2 separate regions of the Mus musculus genome follow, and region 1 is linked to region 2. A link is a contact called in public promoter capture Hi-C data. All regions are on one chromosome and are shown on one strand. The core of a region is the stretch at or near the end of the contact, and the rest is flanking DNA. Distances in the headings are between cores, read along the strand shown. Region 1 overlaps Skap2 (src family associated phosphoprotein 2). Region 2 has its middle 11 kb from the start of Gm32403.

Region 1 (6,216 bases), core at 728-3,227, 660 kb before region 2:
AGCATGCCTCAAATGTTTGCCTTTGAGGGTAGGGGGAAAAGAGTTTTTCTCAAAGGAATCCAGTAAGTTGATGAGCTTTTCATGCCATAGCCACAAGATACTGCAATGTCTGTCTCTTGTGCCACAGAGCTCTTTCAAGCCATCATTCAATGCCTTCGCAAAGCAAGCCGTCAGGGACTCTGTGCTTGCCACTAGGAGCACTGAGCTGACAAGAGTGTTGCTTTCTGCCTAGCATCTCATCTTGTGAACTTCTAACCTCGCTCAAGAATTTGATGTATATTTTTTACATTGACTAATTTTGCAGGAAGAGACTCAGTGTTGCAATGTAAAATCTAAAGGTAAAGCTGAGTTCATCTTGTCTCCTACAAGTCGCTTCACATTCACTCATCTTACAAAGGTCATGTATATTTATAGGTATATAGATGGGCCCGCTTGATGTTTTTAACAATATAAAAATCTGCTGTCCTTTCTAAAACACTTTTCAGGCTTGCAGTACTTAGGGAAAGGGTCTCTGGTGTCGGCATCATGCTTCATTCATTGTCAACATGCCTTTTATAATCTTGTGTTTGTGGACTATCTGGCGGTTACTTGCTTAATTTGTACTTTGGTAACAATCCTGTTAGCTTTGCCAAATATGTATTTTTATAAAAATTTAAAAGCTCATTGTGTACATTTTTCAAAGGCTAGCTAACTTTCCTTTTTAAACCTTCTTTCAAAAGTAATTCATGCCCCTCAGGACAGCACACATAGCAAGGTGACATTTTGTGTGTAATTTTCAAAATATTGACTGTGGTATAGATAGAATGGTGTTAACATGCCGAGTAAAGACAGCGAAACCACATTATCTGTGCTTGTGAGTGTTCCATAGTCTACAGAATGCCTGCCTTTCTTGGGGCCAGGGATGGTTCTCAGCAGGAAGGCATTCTGACTAGCCTACTCGAGGCTCTGCATCTGCTATCCCTGTGCCACAAAGCAAAGCAAAGTCATGTCCTGTGGGTTATCTCCCCGAGCACAGGCAAAGACTGCTAGTGTTTGTGAGCCTTCTGTGCTTTCAAAGCTGTTTTTGTACATGAGTTTTGTCTATGTGTGTTTAGAGCCACTCCATTTTAGAGATAAGCTATAGGAGCTTCCTGCTTTCCACAAATAAGATCACTCCTGATTCTTTTTGTCTGGCATGCTTTCCGGGGAGGCAGCTAGCACACACACTGCTGGCCTTCCCCTCACTGTAGATGCCCGCTCTTCACTTAGAACGCCAGTCATAGACGCACAGATGGCACACAGAGTGCTCCTCAGCGGTGCTCACTGTCCATGGGACCGACCGTCCGTCATTTTTTGGACTCCATCATCATCAAGATTACAGGAGGCACAGTTGAAAATGTGTCTTTCCCCGGCTCTGCTGAATCCCTGGCTCTTCCCTGACTTCCTTGCAGCAGTGAGGTTTAATGGAATGCCCCTGATGCACATCTAGGGAGAGATGCATCTTGTACACCGTGGGGGTCTCTCCCCTTGCTGCTCCTGTAACTCCCATTAGTGTTAATGGGAGTCTCTCCAAGTGTATCCAGGGAAAGAGAAACCAAAGTGGTAAGAATGTGTATTTAAAATCACTGGATACTTGGGGTTTTTTGTCCTTTCTTTCCTCCCCCTACTTAAAAAAAAAAAAAACAAAAAACAAAACAAAAAACAAACAAAAAACATGTTAATTGAAAAGTACTGTGAGAAGGTCTGAACCAGAGGAGGGCCCGGACAGCTGGGACCTGGGATCCCACAGCTCCACCAAAAACTTTGACCTCAGTTTTTCAGCCAAAGTTTGTTTCTTCCACGTCTTCGGACCAAGCCTAAGGCCTGAGCAGCGTGGGGAACAAGTTGGGGGGTGGGGGAAGGGCTACTGGGGAAACTAGCTATTTAGACCTTCTTTGACTTGGCTAGAACTGTGTGGCAGGCCTCACGTGTGAGATGATGTCATCCTGTCTGCTCTAACTCCTTGACTTTCAAGCTGACACTGAGAGACCACATGGGGTGCAACATTTGACCCAATTAGCAGTTGATTTAATCTGACAGGAATGTTTCAATTCTAAATCTCTATTTGTCTAAATAAGTGGTTTTTAAAGGAAATCAGTCACTTTATTATTAAGTGATTTTTAAAAAAAAAAAAAAAGAAAGAAAGAAATGGTCAATGCTTGGAGGTATCTGGCCAGCTGGAGTGCCCTCTAGTGTCTGTTTACAGAATGTATTTAATATATGCCTGGGGGCTGGGGGAGGATGTGATAGGGGTGGCCACAAGCACTATTAGCTCCTGGTTGGATTCTGGGGCTTGCACATGCCCCTGCTGGTTTTAGTGCTCTGAGCCCAAGTGCTACTACAGTGGAGAGGCCAATACAGGGTCGGTCTCTCTCTCTCTCTCTCTCTCCCTCTCCCTCCCTCCCTCTCCCCCCTCCCTCTCTCCCTTCCTCCCTCCTTCTTCCTCCTCCTCCTCCCCTCCCCCAATCCTATCATGCCGCTCCTATTGTCCCTCTCTTTCCATCCTAAAAAATAAAAATTAACAGAGGATTCTGTTAGGTTGTATTTTCTAGTCCTTGTTTATTTTCTCACAAATTTAAGTGAAACGGTGCATCCCACAAATACTTAGATTCCATGTTATTCAGATTCTCCTTTTTAAAAAATGTTAAAGACATTAAGGAGAATTTAAATCTCCTAATAAATTAATACTTTGTGGAGATCAACACTATGCTGACTGTACTAATGTGGCCGTTTGTATTGAGGTTGCCAAGACGCCTCTTGTTTAAAAGTGAGATGACAAGCCTGATCCAGCATCCATGTCCACGTTATCCCGTGGATTCAAAGCTGACATTGCAGCGATGGAAGCTGTCAGCACATCTGTGTTCCGCCTGGCTAGTGAATACACGGGCATTTTGTGTCTTATTGATATAACTTGCAGTCTTTTTTCCTTAACTCATCAGAACTCAATTATCACGAAATTAAAAACAGGAAACAGTTCTCTTGTGTAACAAAAGCATCCAGCGTATTTAACTGTGTGCTGTGTTTTAGGAGCCACATTGTGTGAGTGACAAAGCATACATTATCCAGTTACTGTGGTATTACGGAGCGACGAGCACTAAATAATCAATCAGTTAATGGTGTGTATGGCAGTTTGAGCACTTCACATCCATTGTGCTTATGCCAGGAGAAGGATGAACTGATAACGCCACTGTGGGAGCCTAATGTCCTAGACCTGACGAACAAAAGTCTGCATTAGCAATTTCACAGCTGCAAAAGTATTTTAGAGACAACTTTGAGAGACTTTGGATACAAATGCTTTATATTTGAGTATTAAAGTATGCTATTATTATTATGCTCTTATCAAGTGTTCTAAACTCCATGAAATTGTTACTTCAGATATGTCCAATCTGTCCCTTAGATATTCTGATGGTACAGTAAGACCAGTTGCTCTTTAAACACATAGCGAGTGAGCTTAGGACTTTCCATTAAAAATGAGCAGAAGCACCTTGCTATTTGAGAATGTAATTGCTACAGGTTATAGATTACAGATAGAAGTGGAGGGGGCCATGAAAAACCAAACCTTCTGAAACAATCTTCATGAGCATGCTCAGGAGTAGTTGCAGGTTCACTAAGATGTACCATGATCCAGGCCAGGGCTTCTTTCTTGGCAATCTAAAATGGTTCTTTAATTTCTTTTGATTCAAGCCTTAACCCCAAGTCTCTCTCTCTTTTTCCTAGGAGATAAAAGCACTGATTACGCTAATTTTTACCAGGGTCTGTGGGACTGCACTGGAGCTCTGTCTGATGAGTTGTCCTTTAAGCGTGGTGATGTGATTTACATTCTTAGCAAGGTAAGAAAGTTACCCCCCACCCCACCCCACAAATGACAGCTGTCAACGGGAAATACACAGCTCAGTTCTCCTGCATTTAAATTTACAACACAAGGGAAAAATGCCAGTTGGAATTCTTCTAGGTCCTAGTTAACAATTGGAAGTTCACAATAATTAATTATTTTGTCAAGTGAACTATAATCAGAATTTAAACACAATCAGATAACAGGATTCAACTTAGCCGTGTGTTTACCTGTCACTCTAGCCCTTGGCAGGCATCCACCTACTGCCTTATCCAGAAACAATATACTTATGTGAAAGTTAACATTGTAAGGTATTAGGTTATTAATTATGTTTTTCTTGCTTCTTCCTCCTTATTCTTCTGTGTGCTTATTCTGAGTTTGCCTGCCATTCTCCAGTAGAAACATTGTGTTTATAAAAAAAGGTTTTCATCTTTGTGTAAACACATTGGGTGTTCCAACAATTTAAAGGCTCTATATTCAGACAAGTTGAGGTAATTTTTTAAAGTTTAACACACTATATTTGTAATTGCAGTACCAAAGTATATTGCCACAAACTCATCTTTATGTACATGAGAATCGTGTCTTTGCTTTTTAAGACACTGCACTGTAGAACCTGTCTGCTCCAGACATCAGTTTCTGATGCAGTGTTGGAACTCTCTTAATTTTCACTCTGAAGTTTTTCCTACTGTACTATAGGGATTTTTAAAAATGTTTTTAAGCTTATCTTAGCACCAAATCATGAATGAAAATGACTTAAATATAAGCAGGGAAATGTTATATAGGTCATAAGTCTAACACTTTATAACCCTAAAATTATTGAGCTGAGAAATATTTTGGATATTTCAGAAAGATGATATGTGTTATTAGATACAAAGAGAATTTGAAAATAATGTCACATTTTGGATTTTAATGTTGGTTGGCTGGCACTGAAAATCTTGACCCAGCTGGTCACAGAATCTTAGAGTGGGCATCTTAATGAAGATTGTCTATTCTTGGTGCAGATAGAGTACATGAGCTAGCTATATTATCTTGACTCCTAGAGTAGTTCATTTCTGTCCCTTCTGCTTAATCCCATCCCATCCCATCCCATCCCATCCCATATAAAGCATGTACAATACCAGGACACATTCTAGACATCAGGAATCCTAAAGAATAATACATAAGCACTTGGAGATTAGTAGGAGAAGTGCGAGAAGGAATATTTACTAATAATACAGATTACGACTTATTGAGAAGCCCAAAGCCAAGGCTGGTTGTGAACTCCAGTCAGCCTCCCAATGGTGGGATCCATGGGTTGCTATGTTATCTTACTGTCATATCCACATGACAGCTTTTGGCTAAGTCTGTTATCAAACATTTAATTGTCCCAAGTTAAAATAGCAGCTTTTAAAGTTAATTACTTAACAGAAATAACACTGTTTGGCCCAGTTCTTATCAGGAAACTTTCCTGAAATTCCTCCCAAATTTACCAAGCTCACTGTTTATTTAACTAATGTAGCTGTGAGTATATAAAATTCAAAGGTTGATTAACTTGTATTTGAAATTTCAGAGTGTAGGGATATGTGGTACAGCACTGTATTCCTTTGCACACGTGGAGCTTGTAAAGCCCACATGGGCTGCTTCTTTTTTTTTAATTTATTTTTTATTAGATATTTTCTTTATATACATTTCAAATGCTATCCCGGATGTTCTCTATACCCTCCCTCCGCCCTGCTCCCCTACCCGCCCACTCCCGCTTCTTGGCCCTGGCAAGAGAGGCCCCTTGGTATTGGGGCATATAAAGTTTGCAATACCAAGGGGCCTCTCTTCCTAGTGATGGCTGACCAGGCCATCTTCTGCTACATACGCATCTAGAGATACGAGCTCTGGGGGTAGTGGTTAGTTCATGTTGTTGTTCTACCTATAGGGTTGCAGACCCCCCTCAGCTCCTTGGGTGCTTTCTCTAGCTTCTCCTTTGGGGCCCCTGTGTTCCATCCTATAGATGACTGTGAGCATCCTCTTCTGTATTTGCCAGGCACTGGCATAGCCTCATATGAGACAGCTATAACAGGGTCCATATGGGCCTCTTCTTAAGGCCCTCTCAATGGTACCTTGGGCTGCTGGAAACTCAGGCAGACAACCCACCCCCACCCCCTCCCCCAGGCAAAGTGGCACGGACTTGTCTCACTTCCGCCATTTCCTGTTCCTGTGAAATTAAAGGTGTAGTCCTAGTGTGCACTGTCCTTCCTGGATGCTGAGGGAGGGTAGAAGTTGAGTTCTCTGAAACCTGTTTAAGACCTGGGGTTAGAGGTAGCCCAGCTCACACGTAGCCTTCACTTCCGTCTGACCATCGTAAATGCTGTTATCTGGGAGAGAACTGGCCTCCT
Region 2 (6,441 bases), core at 3,427-5,926:
AGAGGGAGAGGGAGAGGGAGAGGGAGAGGGAGAGGGAGAGGGAGAGGGAGAGGGAGAGGGAGAGGGAGAGGGAGAGGGAGAGGGAGAGGGAGAGGGAGAGGGAGAAGGAGAAGGAGAAGGAGAAGGAGAAGGAGAAGGAGAAGGAGAAGGAGAAGGAGAAGGAGAAGAAGAAGAAGAAGAAGAAGAAGAAGAAGAAGAAGAAGAAGAAGAAGAAGAAGAAGAAGAAGAAGAAGAAGAGAAGAAGCAGCCATCGCCATTGGATTATTAGGTTCATGAGGCAGGAAACTGCTCAGCGTTTACAGGAACCTGTCAGGCCAGTTTGGCACGTATGCTGACCCTTGACACACAGCCCTGCAAATGCAGATATGCAGCAGCCTTGATGGAATGCACAGTGACACATTAAGGGCCTTCCGAATACACTGCTATTTCAGGCCATTGGAACATTTTAAGTTATCAATGTGTTTGATTACCAAGAGCTACATTGATGGCTATTTTAAAGTGGGGGAGCTGAGGAGGTGGATCACCACTTAAGAATATTAGCTGCTCTTCCAGAGGACCTGGGTTCCTTTCCCAGAACCCACAGGGTGGCTTACAGCCATCTGTAGCTATCCAGGGGATCTGACATCCCCTAGAAGCCACTGGTGGTACTGCATACATGTGATGCATACAGTGCTTCATTACACACATGCATACATGCAGGCAGAACATTTATATATATAAAATTAATTTTAAAAAGTTAGTTGAGGGTGATGGCACACACCTTTAATCCCAGTACTCAGGAGGCAGAGGCAGGTGGATCTCTGTGGGTTTAAGGCCAGCCTGGTCTATAGAGTAAGTTCTATAACAACCTAGTTCTAGGGCTACATAATGAGACCCTATCTTAACAAAAACAAAAAACTGAAAAAGACAAAAAACGAAAAGACTGGGAGTGTGTAAGTGGGGCTAGAGAGGTGGCTCAGTGGTTAGAGTGGGTATCGCTCTTGCAGGGGACCACCTATGCAGTGGCTCACTACGGAAACTCCAGTTCCAGAGGATCTGACATCCTCTTCTGGCCTCTGTGAGCATCAGACACACACGTGGTACTCATGTACACAGGCAAACACATATACATACAATAAGAAATCTTTCAAAAAAGCTTTAAAGATGGGGGCTGGGGCGTGGTGGAGAGAATGCACCTGAGAAGTGGGAATCCTGGCAGCCAGACTCAGCCTGGGCACACTGTGGCATCGGGTGGAAGCATTTCGCTAGGCCAACCCATCTGTTTCCTGGAAGGTGTGGCTGTGGATGGTCCTGCGGTACGGTTTGGATGAACGGCAAACCCAGTGAGCACCATTTCCTCATCTGGTAAATGGAGCAGTGATCCAACCCTGGCTGAGTTACCTCAGAGACATGAGCTCACATCCTTGGCATCCCACACAGGGTAGCTGTTGTGTGAGAGCCAGTGGAAGGGGAATGGCCGGTGGCGGCGGCATTAGAAAAGCATCCTGGGAGGTCTATGGGTGTGGAGGAGTACAGAGCTTTGGCGATGACCAGGACAGACCTCAAGTGCGCATATTTTAGGGTGCACTCGGAAAGCTGTGAAAGAGGGTCACGGCCACACTTCATAACAGCAGGGTAAGCTGAAGACGTTTCCTCTCAAGACTGCCCGCTTCTCCCTGGTTACTCTTTAGCCATGGCTATTGTGAAGAATGGGGCCTCTTCCCAGGGGATGAACGCATTTGGCCAAACCTCTTGTCTCTTCCAGAGAGCAAAGGCCTGTCTGTGCTGAAAGGTGAACACCCACCACTGACCCTCGAGACTCCAGCCAGGACCTGGTCTCATAGAAAACTATATATTTTTTTAAAAAATTAAATCGAATTAGAAAACCAAAAGTCCAAGTGAGTGTTCTTCCTCCAAAGAAGAATTTGTGAGCAAAACCAACGGCCTTGTGGCAGGTTCTTCACCACATCTGACAAAGACTCTTCTCTTCCCAGAGGCTGCCCTTGGCCTCTCTGTGAGGGTTGAATGTATTTAATTAGAAGTAATTTTTGGAAATGAAGGAAAAATATTAAATTATCTGGTCCAGAGCAAAACAAAGGACCCTGATTTCAGCTATCCATCAAGAGTTGACATCGAGGGTAGTGCATTGCTGTAACTCAAATGAAAATATCCCACTTAAAAGCACAATGCCCTCATCCACGCCATCGTTATAGGAAACCATTAAGGCATTTGCTCAGCACTGTGTGCTGGGATCATGCTGTATAGTTATTTTGATTGCCCAGCAAACCCTGCTGAGGCAGGCCCTCCGCTACATCTTAAACCAAAGCGGAGAGAGGAGATTAAGTTACTTAGGTTTTCGAGAGAATAAATGAGTGGACCAGAGTGAGACCTCGGACGATAAAGGCAACTGTTTTAATCTACCCACCCATCACGTTAGAAATTTATTCACTGTATAAAACGTTACTTAATATGGGCCTAGACCTTGTATATGAATCACTGCTGTGGTTTGACAATGTTCCTTCTGAAAGGAAAGTGCTGAAATTTAGTCCCCATTAAAAGATTCTAAGAGACAGGATTTGCAAGGGCTGAGGCTCTGCCTTCATGAGGGAGTGGCTCTCCATCCTATGATTAAGAGTGTAGAATGTTATCTGAATGTGGGTATCCTATGAGGGAGTCAGGCCAGCTCTCTCTGGCCATGCAGCACCTTACAGCATTCCAGGACTCATTCAGGAACAGGGCCATCGCCAGATCAGCCCCTCAACCCGGACCTAGAACTACAAGCCAAAATAAACCTCTTTTCTTTATAATTTGTCCCGTCTGCTGGTATTGTGCTATCAGCAACACCAGACAGACTAAGGAAATTACACTGTTGGGTAAATTTTAAAAACCTCTGAAGAGTGCTAAAAGCCTCTAAAACGGCTAAGCCAATGTATCTGAAAAGAGAGGGCCTCACTGTGCTGTTCAGCAAAGCTGCAATGGCTGTAAGTCAGTCCACAGACTAAGGGCACTCCAGGGAGGAGGGCACGCAGGAATCTAGGTCCTCCTCAGCTCACTGAGTGGGTTCCAGTACCCCAGTGTAGAGAGGAGCAGATGAGGGAGCCAGGCTGTCTTCCTCAACGCTGGACCAAGTTACTGTGCTGTCCTTCAGCCCGTCTCTCCATGGGCATCACCCTGTGGCGTCTATGGCTGAAGCCAGACCCATTGCAGCCCTTGGTTCCCTTGCAGAGCACAGTCAGTCCCCTATTCCAAGACTGGCTTCAGTTTGATTTTCAGGTCTTTGTTTTGAATTTTGGATTAAAATGTTAGTGGTAGTTCTGTCCAATTTTTGCTTGGAATAGATGATATGTCACCTCATAAGTATGTTGTGGCCTCACATTTTCTTACCACCATATTATCTCCAAAGTCCTTGCATACATTGTTCATCTCATCTGCTTCTGGTGACAGAAGAATCTCTGATGGTCAAGGGGACCACTGTTCCTCCATTTCATTTGCTTAGGAAGCTGGGAAGCAAAACCTTCTGCTGAGGGAGGATACATCATGACGGCCCAGTCCCTGACCCTGCCTGTCACAAAGGATTGAAGTGGCGTGTGCCTTACCACTGGTACTGTTCTGGCCAAATGTCAAAGTCAAACCTCATCTTTTTCTTCCTGTCTTCTTTTATCCTCTTTGTGTCCCCCCTTCCTCCCCCTCCCTCTTCTCTCTCCCTCCCTCCCCCTCTTTGTCTTCCTTCCTTCCTTCCTTCCTTCCTTCCTTCCTTCCTTCCTTCCTTCCTTCCTTCCTTCCTTCCTTCTCTCTCTCTCTCTCTCTCTCTCTCTCTCTCTCTCTCTCTCTCTCTCTCCCTCCCTCCCTCCCTCCCTCCCTCCCTCCCTCCCTTCCTTCCTCCCTTCCTTTTTGAGACAGGGTTTCTCTGTATAGCCCTGATTGTCCTGGAACTCACTCTGAAGACCAGGCTAGCCTCAAACTCAGAAATCTGCCTGCCTCTGACTCCCAAGTGCTGGGCCACCACTGCCGGGCTCTTTCTTTCTTAATAATGGTGAATCAGTGATGGTCCTGGCTTCACCCTGTCTGGATTTGCGTAGGAGGGGGGAGGGAGGAGGGAGGGAGGGAAGGAGGGAGGGAGGAGGAAGGGAAGGATTGAGGGAGGGAGGGAAGGAGGGAGGGAGGGAGGGAGGAGGGAGGGAGGAAGGAGGGAGGGAGGAAGGAAGGAAGTTGAGACAGAGCTGCCATGCCTGAGTCTGAGCACGGGGTTAAGCTCTGCCATTCTTCATATGCAGAGAACTGGGTGCTGGGAGATCTTCACACCCTAATTTAGGTAGTAGGATTTATTTATTTATTTATTTATTTATTTATTTATTATCAGCCACAAGACAATTCTAAAACAAACGGTAAGAGAAGATGGAAGTGAACTTGAAATGGTGTGAAAGAGTTGTCACTAAATGTTCGGGACTATTAAATGACTTCCCTTGGTGGTAGTGGGCACAAGTGTAGAGTGTCACGGTCTTGCTCTTACATATTCATAAGACAGGATTGCCAGTGGAGCAAACAAACCTATGGCTGGCTCCAGACGGCTGGCTCCAGACGGGCACCAACAGCGACTTAACTTACTGATTGGTCAGAGCTCTGACTTCCACTTTGCATCCTTGGCTTCTGCAGACAACTTTGACCTCGTTCTGGAAGGAGGTCGCATTTGGCAGGCTTGCTGAGCTCCTTGTCAGAGCCTCTCTCAGGCTGGCTGCCAATAACCCTCCCAGTTACTGTGTTGTAAGTCTGAGGAAAGTTGTTTTGGGTCATCGCCCAGGGCCTGATGCCCCAGTTGTTGACACATATGTCACAATCTTTATATCGCTTTATAGAGCTAAAATTACACATCACGAGGAGTAGAGAATTTACTCTCTCTGCAGTTGTAGCAATTCTGTAGTCTGGAACCTTAAACGCAATGTTCCCTTTATAAATAAAAATTTAAAACCTTCATGTCTACTATGTTTGGAAAGGCAGAAATGGCTGGCCCCACTAACTTCTATCCTGTCTGTTTGACTTGCATAATTTGGGTGAGTTTCTGTTTCCTGAGAACACATGCCCTCATTAAATCTCTGGGCATTTGGATACTGCTAGAATTCCAATATGTTTAAAACAAAATCAAGCGTCACCTGTCCACATTGTGAATGTGACACTGCTGCCCACAGAACCTTGAGTTTTCCTGGGAGATTTTCATCCTTGTGTTTAAGGCAGCCTCTCACATGTTTTGTTTTGAAAAGTGTGACGTCCAATCAGAAAGGAGATGTGTATTTAGCAAGGAGGTAGAAGAAGGTTCCATAGGAACAGGGTGAGAGGGAAGAAAAAGAACAAAACAATCTCCATTAGCCTTTGCCGCAGGGTCTCGAGCTATTCTTAATCTTGACAGCAGGATTAATGAGGGGAAAACAGTCCCCAGAAGAAATGTGGTCAGAGGCGCTGACCTACCCTCCATCCCCTCACGCCAAGAGGGACCGAGTCTAGAGAAAATTTCCCCTGTGAGGGTTACTGGGAAAACAAGTCTTTGGATCTTGGTAAACACTCATCGACCTTGGGAGCAAGCAGCCTGGGGTCAAAGCATAACAGAGCCTCAAGGCTGAGGAAGAACCTTCTGGAAGGCTTCGGGAAGATCACCTATAACTTTATGAGACAACGTGGAGCCCTTACAAAGCTGTGCTGGGTAGAGCCAACCTATGGTCCGTGGCAGGCGGAGCCCTTTGTGGGCAGAGCCCTTCGAAGGCGGAGCTTCCAGCTGGGGCCCTGGGAAAGATGTCAGGAGAAAGCAGAACTTGGAAAGTCTTGGAGGAGATGGGTACAGGGGATAGGAGAGTGGGAAAGAGGTATTGGAATGACAGGAACGGGGAGTGTTGTAGTGAGTTGTAGCAGTTAAGATGCAAAATCTGCGGGCAATGGTAGTATACACCTTTAATCCCAGCGCTTGGGCGGCAGAGGCAGGTGGATTTCTGTGAGTTTGAGATCAGCCTGGTCTAGAGATCTAGTTCCAGGACAACCAGGGCTATACAAAGAAACCCTGTCTCAAAATAAATAAATAAATAAATAAATAAATAAATAAATAATTTTTTTTAAAAAAAAGGAAAAACTCTCTTCTGTATGCTCTTCTCACTTAGATTGTCTAGAACCCACCCTTCACAAAAGGTGGAAATGCTCAACAGAGACTGTACAGGACAAGAAAGCAGCCATTTCCCAGGCTAAGGTCAGACTCTCCTACATAAAAACATGCACATAAGGGCATGGCTTGTTTCTCTGAAGTCAGAGATGTGAGAAAATACACTGAAGGTGACTTCAAATCAGTACCTCCATAAAAATGTATTTTGTTTACAATTTATACACCCAATTCCTCATTGTCCATCAACATCTAAGTAGTGGGTAGATGCCTCAGTGATAGGAACACCTCACGTTATGAGCTGAACAGTCTCATGTCAACTTGAT

What was found. Capture Hi-C pulls out chosen DNA fragments and counts their contacts.
Region 1: a promoter capture Hi-C map of adipose tissue shows a contact between it and region 2, with 4 times the contacts expected there. The contact joins two enhancer-like sites. A contact is called at or near these places in 5 of 39 promoter capture datasets (embryonic stem cells, hippocampal neurons, liver and 1 more), 2 of 15 datasets of contacts at CTCF or cohesin (the NIH/3T3 cell line and large pre-B cells), 61 of 484 Hi-C or Micro-C datasets (the 3T3-L1 cell line, 3T3-L1-derived adipocytes, B cells and 40 more), 12 of 115 datasets of contacts at active chromatin or transcription factors (PVALB interneurons, craniofacial prominence, embryonic basal ganglia and 9 more) and 2 of 9 other capture datasets (adipose tissue and liver).

Annotation. Positions count from the first base shown.
Region 1 is chr6:51,872,107-51,878,322 of GRCm38.p6, reverse strand. It overlaps Skap2 (src family associated phosphoprotein 2), which reads left to right. Exons shown (of 13, transcript NM_018773.2): 11 at 3,736-3,848. Among named protein-coding and RNA genes, the nearest start is that of Skap2, 140 kb to the left of the region's middle. Within about 2 kb of position 1,977, at least 61 of the 459 cell types and tissues checked have an H3K27ac peak or open chromatin away from gene starts, as enhancers often do. A contact at or near this core is called in adipose tissue and stem cell-derived motor neurons, where this site is marked.
Region 2 is chr6:51,214,881-51,221,321 of GRCm38.p6, reverse strand. No RefSeq gene overlaps it. Among named protein-coding and RNA genes, the nearest start is that of Gm32403, 11 kb to the right of the region's middle. Within about 2 kb of position 4,676, at least 48 of the 459 cell types and tissues checked have an H3K27ac peak or open chromatin away from gene starts, as enhancers often do. A contact at or near this core is called in adipose tissue and stem cell-derived motor neurons, where this site is marked.